Regions from separate parts of the Gossypium hirsutum genome. Here all the other regions are linked to region 2. The links are chromatin contacts, called in public Hi-C maps. All regions are on one chromosome and are shown on one strand. Each heading gives the region's core, a stretch centred on a gene start, on an enhancer-like site or on the middle of the called end of the contact. The rest is flanking DNA. Distances are from core to core; before and after follow the strand shown. Region 1 holds the start of LOC107899197 (F-box protein At5g06550). Region 2 holds the start of LOC107899205 (serine/arginine-rich SC35-like splicing factor SCL33). Region 3 holds the start of LOC107899210 (carbon catabolite repressor protein 4 homolog 1). Region 4 holds the start of LOC107899198 (ubiquitin C-terminal hydrolase 12).

Evidence for each region. Hi-C and Micro-C count contacts between places; a contact is called where the count stands out from the background.
Region 1: a Hi-C map of leaf shows a contact between it and region 2, with 1.7 times the contacts expected there. The contact joins the promoter of LOC107899197 here to the promoter of LOC107899205 in region 2. A contact is called at or near these places in 2 of 34 Hi-C or Micro-C datasets (callus and leaf).
Region 3: a Hi-C map of leaf shows a contact between it and region 2, with 1.8 times the contacts expected there. The contact joins the promoter of LOC107899210 here to the promoter of LOC107899205 in region 2. A contact is called at or near these places in 7 of 34 Hi-C or Micro-C datasets (callus, hypocotyl, leaf and 1 more).
Region 4: a Hi-C map of leaf shows a contact between it and region 2, with 2.2 times the contacts expected there. The contact joins the promoter of LOC107899198 here to the promoter of LOC107899205 in region 2. A contact is called at or near these places in 3 of 34 Hi-C or Micro-C datasets (hypocotyl and leaf).

The regions. Positions count from the first base shown.
Region 1 is chrD04:31,624,191-31,626,890 of Gossypium_hirsutum_v2.1, forward strand. LOC107899197 (F-box protein At5g06550) reads left to right here and starts at 1,422. Exons shown (of 2, transcript XM_016824833.2): 1 at 1,422-2,700. The coding sequence starts at 1,507.
Region 2 is chrD04:31,369,637-31,372,336 of Gossypium_hirsutum_v2.1, forward strand. It overlaps LOC107899205 (serine/arginine-rich SC35-like splicing factor SCL33), which reads right to left and starts at 1,387. Exons shown (of 6, transcript XM_016824850.2): 1 at 1,237-1,387; 2 at 648-799; 3 at 266-343. The coding sequence starts at 799.
Region 3 is chrD04:31,183,324-31,186,160 of Gossypium_hirsutum_v2.1, forward strand. It overlaps LOC107899210 (carbon catabolite repressor protein 4 homolog 1), which reads right to left and starts at 1,298. Exons shown (of 12, transcript XM_016824858.2): 1 at 636-1,298. The coding sequence starts at 793.
Region 4 is chrD04:31,571,647-31,574,352 of Gossypium_hirsutum_v2.1, forward strand. LOC107899198 (ubiquitin C-terminal hydrolase 12) reads left to right here and starts at 1,450. Exons shown (of 32, transcript XM_041091262.1): 1 at 1,450-1,764; 2 at 2,036-2,099; 3 at 2,326-2,455; 4 at 2,565-2,706. The coding sequence starts at 1,735.

The DNA.
Region 1 (2,700 bases), core at 172-2,671, 250 kb after region 2:
AATCATTCAAACTCTCAATATTTAACAATTTTTAACATAAACAAGGTAAGGATAATTCCTTGAAAACTTATCTTCCTTTGAATGAGCAAAGCCACAAAATCCTTTCCTAATCCAAGACTTACCTTTGCTTAGTCAAACTTCTAACATCAACAAATCAACTCTTTCTTCTCCGACAACACTTATTACACATAATACCAGAAATCATGTTCATGAAGAACTAATGTATAATAACCTTGAATGTTCATATTAGAGATGATAAAAATATTTTTTCTTATCTTATTCTTCACATTCTCACACTAGCTCCAGCTTTTCAAGCTTAAAAATGGGTTTTATACAAGATTCTTGCAAGAAAGTAACTTGGGTTGTGGAAATTCTTAAAGAGATTTGAGAAAAGAGAAAATGAAAACGAAAAGAGAGATTTTTTTTTCTTCTCCAAGCATGGTGGACGGCACCGAGGAGAAAGGTGGAGGCTTTCTCCATCTTATAATAAAACTATTCTACCGTCAAACTAATTTTAAAATGAGTGATCTACCTTGATTAATGAATGAAAAATCCAAATTCTATCATCATATCTTTTCTCATAATAATACAATTTAAATAGATTCTAAAATTTTTATTAAAAAATTGATGAAAAGTCCCAAAATATCCTTTAATGGAGAACCTGCACTTTAACCTATTTCTCTTATAACTTCTCTTTAATTAATAACAAATACGACACTTAACACTTTAAATCTTCTCATATTATTATAAAGGTCCATGTTAATTTCATACATTAACTATATCATCAAAATAATATTTTCATCATAAAATGCTGTAAAATGACCCAAATACCCTTTGTGGAAAAATTATCATTTTGCCATTTTTGCCTTTTTGTACAATTTCTTCACAACAATAAGCACTTATCCAATCTAAAAATCATAATTTAAATATATTCCTTAATATCATTTCCCGACAAAAGGGGAAAGTACAATTTAGTCCATGTATTTTTTGTTTTATTCAATTTAATCCAAAAATCTTTTTTTCTTGATACTAATACATGTCAAAACATAATCAATCCATAACTTAGCAAATTGGCCACTTTACACTTTAATCCTCATACTTTTTAATTTTATAATTTAATCCTTTTTCAACAATTTCTCATCCAAAATTTACTTCATTGGTTTTCAAATAATAGACCCTTCTAAAATTCTGTTTTTTTGGTCTCATAATCAAATTTTCCTTAAAATTTTACTAAAGTAGTTTCCGAAACTGTATTGAAAAATTTGGAGGGAGGTTGTGGTCGATATCTCTATCTTCACCTCCAAGCTTTACAAATCTAGGCGGAAAATAATTGAAGCAAAATTTGGGCCGACTACTTTCGGAGTCTTGAGTAGAAACTTGGATGGGCTTTAAGTCCTTCTGAAATTAAAAATACTCAGATTTACTTTATTTCCAGGGCGGAAAGAAACCGCAGCAAAAGTGCAAAACCCTAACCAAGCAAAGCCCTTAGAGCAAAAACCCTGAAACATGCTAAGTTGTAGGAGAAGCTTACTGTCTCAAACCATAAAAAGAAAAACTAAGAACAAACCCAAAAACAAAACTAAAGTGAAAACTCACAAAAAGGTTTCCAGAACACGAGATTTCATTCCCGAAAACATGCATCTCGAAGATAATGAAGAAGAAGTAGGATTCAACCTCAAATCCTCAGCTCCTTCTCGTTCTCATGGGGTTCAACCGTTGGGAAACCTTTACTTCAACCCAGGCGCTATCAACTCAAGAAACATCGGCTTAGGTACTCTCCAAATCCTGTCTGACGAGCTTGTTCTTGAGATTTTAGGCCTTTTGGAAGGTACCCAGTTAGGTGTTTTAGCTACTGTTAGCAAATCATTTTATGTTTTCACTAGCCATGAACCCCTTTGGAGGAATCTTGTATTGGATAACCTGAAAGGACGATTTTTTTATAATCGGTCATGGAAAGTTACTTACATATCTACATTTCATCCTTCATTTGATGTTTCAAGGAGTGCCCGTTCTTCGGGTTTGAGAGTAAGGGATTTTTATTCTGACTATTTGTTTCAGAGTTGGCTGTGCGCTAATCTTGAAATGAAACCTGAATGGCTTGAAAGAGATAATATAATTCGAAAAAGAGGGATTAGTGTTGATGATTTTCTGACAAACTTCGAAGAACCTAATAAGCCGGTTTTGTTGGAAGGGTGCATGGATAATTGGGATGCATTGGGAAAGTGGGATAGAGATTATTTGGTTAATTTATGTGGCGATGCTCAGTTTGCAGTTGGACCAGTTAAGATGAGGCTAGATGATTATTTTAGCTATGCAGATCAAGTAAAAGAAGAGAGGCCATTGTACTTATTTGATCCGAAATTTGCAGAAAAAATTCCAACTTTAGGCTCAGAGTACGATGTTCCAGTTTACTTCAGAGAGGATTTGTTTAGTGTTTTGGGTAATCGGAGGCCAGATTATAGGTGGATTATAATTGGACCAGCTGGGTCTGGATCATCCTTCCATATTGATCCTAATTCAACATCTGCCTGGAATGCGGTGATTAGAGGATCTAAGAAATGGATTTTATTCCCGCCTGATGTGGTTCCACCTGGGGTACACCCGAGCCCAGATGGAGCGGAAGTGGCATGTCCTGTTTCTATAATTGAGTGGTTCATGAATTTTTATGATGCAACAAAGGATTGGAAAAAGAGACCTATT
Region 2 (2,700 bases), core at 137-2,636:
TTTTCATTAGTTGAAAGTGTCTTCAACAGAGTACTCTAATACTTCATTAGTGTCTTCAACACAGTACTCTTATTACTTCGTTGGTGTCTTCAACACTTTCAATAAAAAACAACCAAATTCCCATAAACCAATGGACATATTAAAGAAACAACCCCATCACCCAAACACTCATGTGAGGCAGGATGAAGACACACAAGTTGACACCATCAGACACAAATACACATTGATTTACCATTTGTCAGTTACCTATAAGGATTATACTTACCCAGTATAATAATCCCGAGGCAGGTAGACGTCCTTGAGGCGACCAAATTGCCCAAAAGGTCCACGCAGGTCTTCTGGCCTGCAAATGAGACATAATTAGAAATTGGCTCTAGAAGGACAGTTTGATGAGACTAAATTTTCTACTTGTATCAAGACGATCATGTTTATTTTAAACAAAAGAACAAAGATGTACACTAGGTTTGAATTGGTGAGCAAGGAAAACAAATCACAGCATAAATGTAACACCTTTATTTCTCCTAAAAAACCTTCGCTCTCACTTATCCCTAGAATTTATTTTAAAACATAACCATGAGAGCATTAGGATATTGGATTTGAGAAAATTGACAGTCTGACGCCGATAAATACGAGGGGATGGTACAAACCTGCAGTCATGGCGAAGGTTCCGAACTAGAAGACTGGTGGGAAGATCTCTACCACGACCTCCATAGCGACCCCTAGGGCTAGGGCTACGATGCCGCCTCCTTCCATAATCCCTTGGTGGCGAGGGACTGTAACTGTAACTTCTACCCCGCATCTGCAACAAACCTAAGGCATTTAATACTCACAGAATTGCTTTTAACCAAGATTAAACTGGAAAATTTTCGAGCTTGGAATTCAAAGTAAAAAGAACAGAAGAGAGAAACCGGGCGATCCCATTCGCAGTGCAATGAAAAAGCAAAAGAAACGATTAAAAGGAGCCTGAAATTACCAAAATCCTGTTTTCTCTTGAACTTAGAATCAATCCCAGTCCCAACCTAACTTTTCTCCCAATAAAATATTTTTATAAAATAGAAATTAAAAATAAAAATATCTGGGAACTACAAGGAACATAAATTACAAAATACATGCAAAAGAAAACAAAATCTTCACCAAGAGATTGACGAAAAAAATGAAAGAAGATGATAAAAAAAAAAGAGGTAGAACGAATTAAGAACATACAGTTACAAAATCGCAGACGAAGAAAATCCCAACCTTCCTTGATGCTTTTCTCTTTCCTTTGGCGTTTGGTTGTTCATCACGGGGTGCTTTAGATTTTCACCTACCTTCTAAATTGGAACTACAGAAGCTTCCAGTGACTTTCTGAGGCCTCTCTCCCTGCAACACTAACCGTCCACGTGTGTTCAAAAAAGAAAATCAACGGTCAGACGCCATTTAAGTTAGTTTGATCGGGTCTATCATGAATCTTTGATCCAACGACAATTCGGCTGAGGCCTAAAGGCCTTTTTTTGTAAGGCCTGCTTAAATCACGTATATATAATATATACATTTTATAATTAGGTTTAATTTGGCAGAAGAACATGCCTGATATCGAGGATAGTATTTTTTGGAACCCAATCAGATGAAGTTGGCGGGATGTATACTTACTTATTTTTATTTATATGTTTATAATTCCGTATGTTTTATAGATTCTTGATAATTAAGTCCAGTTTCGTAGTTATATTTTCGTAGTTATATTCGAACTTGATAATTAAATTTATTTTTTTTAAATTGTGATTTTGTAAAATATGATAATGTAATACTTTGATATTATACCATGTCATCACTTGAAATTTAAAAAAGATTAATATTTTTATTCTTTTATTTTCAAACTATATATTTTTAAAATTTTTTAGGTTATGATATGACACAATCTCATAATATCAGATCACTATATTTGTACGTAATCCAACTTCAGGTACAAAGTGGACCAAAAGGGTGCAAGTACTAATATAAACCTAGTTGTCAAGTTTAGAGATCAAAAATTACATTAACGCCTTTTTCTTATAACAGTATAGTAGAAGTTCATGGCCAAATAACAAACAACCTAAATTCAATGACTCTCTTAGCCATTCTATTCAAGATCAAATTATCAATGAAGTTGAAAAATACATTTTGAAATTTATGATAGAAAACTATTTTTGAAAAGATAAAATGTTTATTTTAAATATTATGTTGTAAAAAAATATGTATTTAAATGATGTTTGAATTTATTAATATTATAATTCGTGGAATATATATAATCTTAAATTATAATAAAAATATTAAAATTTAATATTAAATAATTAATATCATGAAATATATCATATCAAATTATAATAAAAAATTACAATTTATTTCAACGGGAAATATTCTTATTTTCACATTTATTATTATTGTTGTGTTATGGTATGTTATTATTATTTTGATATTAATAAATATTTAATTTCGAATACAGTTCAAATACAATAAAATAATGAATAAAGTACACTAATTATCACTAAACTTTGATTAAATTTATATTTTAGTTACTCAACTTTCAAAATTTACAAAATTGTAATTAATATTATTGAGAAATGACTTGCGTGTCTTTTGTATTTATTTTATTTCCATCTTTTTTTTCTTTTCCCTTTTTTTTCTTCTTCATCCTCTTCTTCCCCAAATGAAACCTTAGTCATCGCCCCTCGCTAGCTGTTGGAA
Region 3 (2,837 bases), core at 48-2,547, 190 kb before region 2:
AGAATTTAAAAAATAAACACATCACTAAACGAACAAGATAATCCAGAACACGGAGTAACAAAAACAAATTGCAATCCAGTAAAAAGCAACCACTCTATCTCCAAATGCACAGGTCGAAAAACCCAACTTATAGACCTCAATTCCACGCATCCCTTACGGAAACACTCAGACAATTTCACATATACTGTATTTACTACAAACAGTCATATATATCAAACCCCAAAACCAAACTCAAACCCCCATTGACCAAAATGAGAACTACACAAAGACCAAAACACCAAAAAGTAAAAAAAGAAAAAAGAATGAAACATAAAATCTAAGAAATTGTCTTATAATGCAAACACTTGCCACCTACAAAAAGCAGTTCACACATTTAGTAAAAAGCAATCAAATAATAACAAACCCAAAAGAACTAGCTCAAAATCCACTTGGCCAACATGACAACTAACCAAAATACATAAACCAAGAAATAATAAATAAATAAATAATAAAGGGTTTAATTGTTAATTAGCCATAAAAAAGTTCATACCACTTGAAAAGTTAAATGAAATTAGCCTAGCCATTGGCATAACCCCCGCCACCAACCAATAAAAAACCTAAAAGAAAGATTCTTCGACGGATTTAAAAACACTTACCACTTGTACCTCAAGAAGTGGCCATCAAGAGGGGCCGACTCAGGCACATCATCGGTTGTAACGGTCTTGTCAGGTCGGCGTAAGAGCACGTAAGGCGTGAGCTCGCAGCCAACAATTGGTATATCAGAAGGGAGGTGCACACGTAGCACGCTCAGCATGCTTTAACTTCTCGGGCTTCCTTGGTCGGTCACAGTTCGCAACGGTCACCACTTGGTAAACCTATCAAATCCAATCCTACACTAACAAGAGCAGCAGAGCAAGAAATGACCTCGAAATGATGCGCAATCTTATCGAGGCGGAATCCAGGCGGATCCGCCATTTACTTGACCCGAAAACCCGCCAGCCTTGACAATCGTCCTCTTTTTTTTTTCTTTTTTTTTTCCGATTAAACAAACCCTAGAAGACTTGTTGATTAATCCCAAATATAAACATGCAAGAACCAAGAACAGATCTTGTAACGGTATTTAGGGTTTTGAAATAGAGAATGATTGAAGGAATGAATCGAAGAAGAGATACAGAGAAAGAAAGGGGGGAAATGAGGAGATCGAATGATAGTTAGGGTTTTACAGAGGACATGAAAAAGGAAAGTCTTTATTTATAATATCTGTTTATTATTTATAGAGAGAAATAAATTTTTTCAAGGATAAAAATTAAAACATTTGTAATCTTTCCAGCGATATATCCATATAAAATTGAGGTAATTTTAACTTTAATATTTATTCTTAAAAAAATTAAAATTATGGCAACACATGTCTATTCATCTAAAGGAAAGTTGAGGGTGAAAAAGTCCATAAAATTGATTGTGCTAAGTAAATCCAATCGATTTAATTAATTTATATGGTAAGATAATCGGTTTAGGTTTTTTGTGTGGTGTACTTTTGGTATTCAATTTTCAAATTAATTTAAATTTATTCAAAAATTACTCATTGTCTAGACTTGTCCAAGGGTCCGATAAATCCCTCTTAACTAGGGTCAAGTTTAAACAAAAATTTTCACACCTTGGGTCGACCTGGCTTAGTTCAATTTCAACAACGAAAATTATTTTTAAATTTAATTATAAAAGTATATAAAATATCAATTAAAATATAATTTTTAATATTTTATTATTTTTTGAATAGTGAAATGGCCTTTTTGGGTAGACCAAGCTTGGCCAAAAATGAGTCTGGACTTGAAAAGTTTTTTGGAGCCGGGTCTCGACCTAGCCCGTGGACACTTCTACCGTAACCCCACCCCAATAAGGGATGACAACGGTGTGAGGCAGGATGAATTTTTGCCTATCTCAACCCAAACCTGAAGTTTGACCAATTTGCCCCGACCTGATCCCGAGTCTTAAGAAAAAACTCACCCTAAACCCGAACTTAAAATTTAATAAAATTCCTAACTCCATCTCGATCCAACCCGAAATTAATTTAATTATTTTATTTTTTATTTAGAAGCAGATAAGAATAATTTTTTAATTTAGACTTAAATATTAATATATTTATTTTTTTATATATGTATTTATTGAAAGCAAATATTTAGTATATGTATATATTAGGGGCAATTTTTTGTAAATATCTCAGGGCAAGGCAAAGCGGATTTACCTCAAATCCAATCTCAACACGACTATTTTTATAGTTTCACCCATTTGAATCCTCCTATTTTTCAAAAAAAAAATCCGACCCTCATGGATCGGGTTGGGCCGAAACCTGTCAAATTCAATTTTTTTTGCCATCTTTAATCCCAACTCTTAAATAGGAAGATAAGTGTGCTTCAATGTGCTTGAACTCACATTCTCTTGTACCGACAATAATGACGATGCCAGCTGAGCTAAGACTCAATCAACAAAAGTAATTTAATTTAATTCAACTAATTTTAAAAGAATTCGATTGGTGATTAAATCAACTGCATTATCAATTTTCAATTCAACCAATTTAACTAGTTAAACCATCTATTCAATAAGGGATAAATCCCAAAACTATACATAAACTATGGTTTAATATACAATTGTATACATGAACTTTGATTTTGTGCAATTATACATAAAATTTTGATTTGATCCAATTCTTGTAAATTATTAACACAATTATTGATATAACATCATTTTATGTTTATATATTGCATGCATAAATAATTATATTTATCTAATATAAAAATAAATTGATGTATTTATTTCTTTAAATATGTATAATTAAATCAAAATTAAAGTTTCAAGTATACATT
Region 4 (2,706 bases), core at 200-2,699, 200 kb after region 2:
GCTTCTGTTTGATGTTGGGAGGGAGAGTTCTGGAGGTGGATTTCGGCTTGGGAAGATGAGGGTAAAACAGGGCATAGAAATTCTAAGAATTCTAAACGGAAGCTAATTTGAACTTTGTGCAGGGAATAGAAATCGGTGAGTAAGGAGGAATACGTACGTAATGTAATACGCGCGTAATGGGCATTACAGCGAACCAAACATTGAAATAGGTGGGGCCCACCGATTCGGCGCATAATGGTATACCCATTACATCGAACCAAACAGAGTAAATGAATTAGAGGCATTATATCAAAAGCAAAGCTTGACAACCATTGGTGTTTGCGCAGAGTTTATTTACTTGTACATATTTCACCACTTTGCCATAGACACAAAACCATTTATTTTATTTTATCAACGTTTAAGTTTTCACTACTTTTTTTTTTATCCTTCATTGATTTAGTTCATTAAATGAATCCAAATTTGAAGTGAGTAAAGATAAAAAAAAAATTAGTGGCTTTGGGTAAGTTTAAGGAAAGAAAAGAAAGGCTGAAATAGATATCATAAAATAAAATGGAGAGAAGATTCAAGAATTCCTTTTATTTGTTTGTAGATCATGTATTCGATGGAAGTTGCTCATATGCTAAGGTTTATGAGCTTCTTACGAAGGATGTCACAGCTTTAATGGTTTATTTATCTTATCCTAATGATTTTGGGACTACATTTGCATAGAACAAACGAGCATCGACAAGACCTTCACTATGAATGGTTCAGGGAACGGTCCAAAAATTATTTATCCAACTCTTCATGATATATTTCAGACAATAATATAAATCAATTAATTTTATTAATTCATATTTCAAAATTGAAGCTTTTTGGATGTTGAATTACATTCCTCCTACCTGGAAATTCATAATGAAGAAATTAAGCACCTTTTTCGGGATAAAGAATCAGAAAATGTAGAATTTTTAATAAAATTATAATTTTCATTCTAAAAACAACACTCACTAAAATCTAATACAAATAAAAATTCATATGATAATAACAAATCGGCCTTGTTTGTGGACAGATTCAAACATGTATGCAAGGGCCACATTATGTAATAGAAATGATCACATGATTTATCATAAAAATATTATTATTTTAAGTTGTATTTTGCTCATTCTTTAAAATAAAAAAGATTAATTTTTATATATTAGATTAAAATTTTAATTCATTGTTATCAAAATAAATAAATAAAAAATTATATTAATTATTTATATTAAAAATTTTATCCATTTATACTATTAAAAATTGTTATTGTTAACGAAATAATTCGACAACACCATATAACATACAAAAATTAATAGATAAAATTTTAAACAAAAAGATCAATTCACTTATACATAAATACTAATTTAGTTATTTTTTAATTAGAAAGAATACAATGACTCCATATTACCTTTAGCCCCTACCTCAAATAATTCCCACGTCTCCAATTCATTTCTGATATGTTTTTCTTCCCAGAACAACCCCCGCTCCATCCATAAAACCTCGATAATACCATTACGTTCAACTAAAACTCAAATTGCCACCACCACCACTCTTCTTTACTGAGTGGCTTTGCAGTGTCCGCTTCTTCCCTTCCCGTCCTCAGCTTTTGTCGAAATTCACTCTTCTTTAATTTCTCTCTCTCTCTCTCTCCCTCTCTCTCTCTCTCTTTAAAATTTTTTTTTATTTTTTCTAATTTTCTGATCAACGATTCACATCTCTCCAGCCATGACTATGATGACGACTCCGCCGTTAGATGTACATAACACTCTTTCCTCTCTTCACTTTCAATAGTTACTTCAATAATTATTTTGTTCTTGAATTTCTCTCTTGGTGGATGTGCTTCAAGGGATTACTTTTTGTTTTCTCAAGTTATTTACTTTTAAATTGACAAGTGATTAATTTTTTACGTGAATTTCTTGCAATTTTTTTTCTGAATGCATTGAGATAGGGTTTTGATTGAGAGAGTTAGGGTTAGGATTTGGTTGTTCAGAGTTTTGATTGTTTTAAACTTTGGATTTTGGAACAGCAAGAAGATGAGGAGATGCTCGTGCCGCATTCTGACGTAGTCGATGGAACTCAGCCAATGGAAGGTTTGTATTTTTTTATAGAAATTTTTTAGTTCACTCTAATTCGCGTTATTGATTTTATAATCTTAGGTTGATCCGGAAGTTGGGTTTTTTTTCTTTTATTTATTTATTTATTGTAATTATGGAGTGATTTAGTATGGAGTAATAATTTGATTATTCAGGTTGTTAGGGTTTTTATTTTTTGTTGATTTTATGATCTTGATTAATTTAGTTGCTCAAGTTGAGCCAGCTAGTACGGTTGAGAATCAGCAAGTGGAGGAGCCTCCATCAATGAAATTCACTTGGACAATTGAGAATTTTTCTAGGCTCAACACCAAGAAGCATTATTCAGATATATTTGTTGTTGGTGGTTACAAATGGTAAATGGTGACTTTTCTTTGTGTTGCCATTATTGGAATATCTTTTATTTGGTGTGCTGCGGACTGTATGTAATAGATCTTCGGTTGTCGGGTTGATTCTTCTGTGCAGGAGGATACTAATTTTTCCAAAGGGAAACAATGTGGATCACTTGTCTATGTACCTGGATGTTGCGGATTCTTCTGCATTGCCATATGGTTGGAGTAGATATGCTCAGTTTAGCTTGGCAGTAGTTAATCAAATCCATCACAAA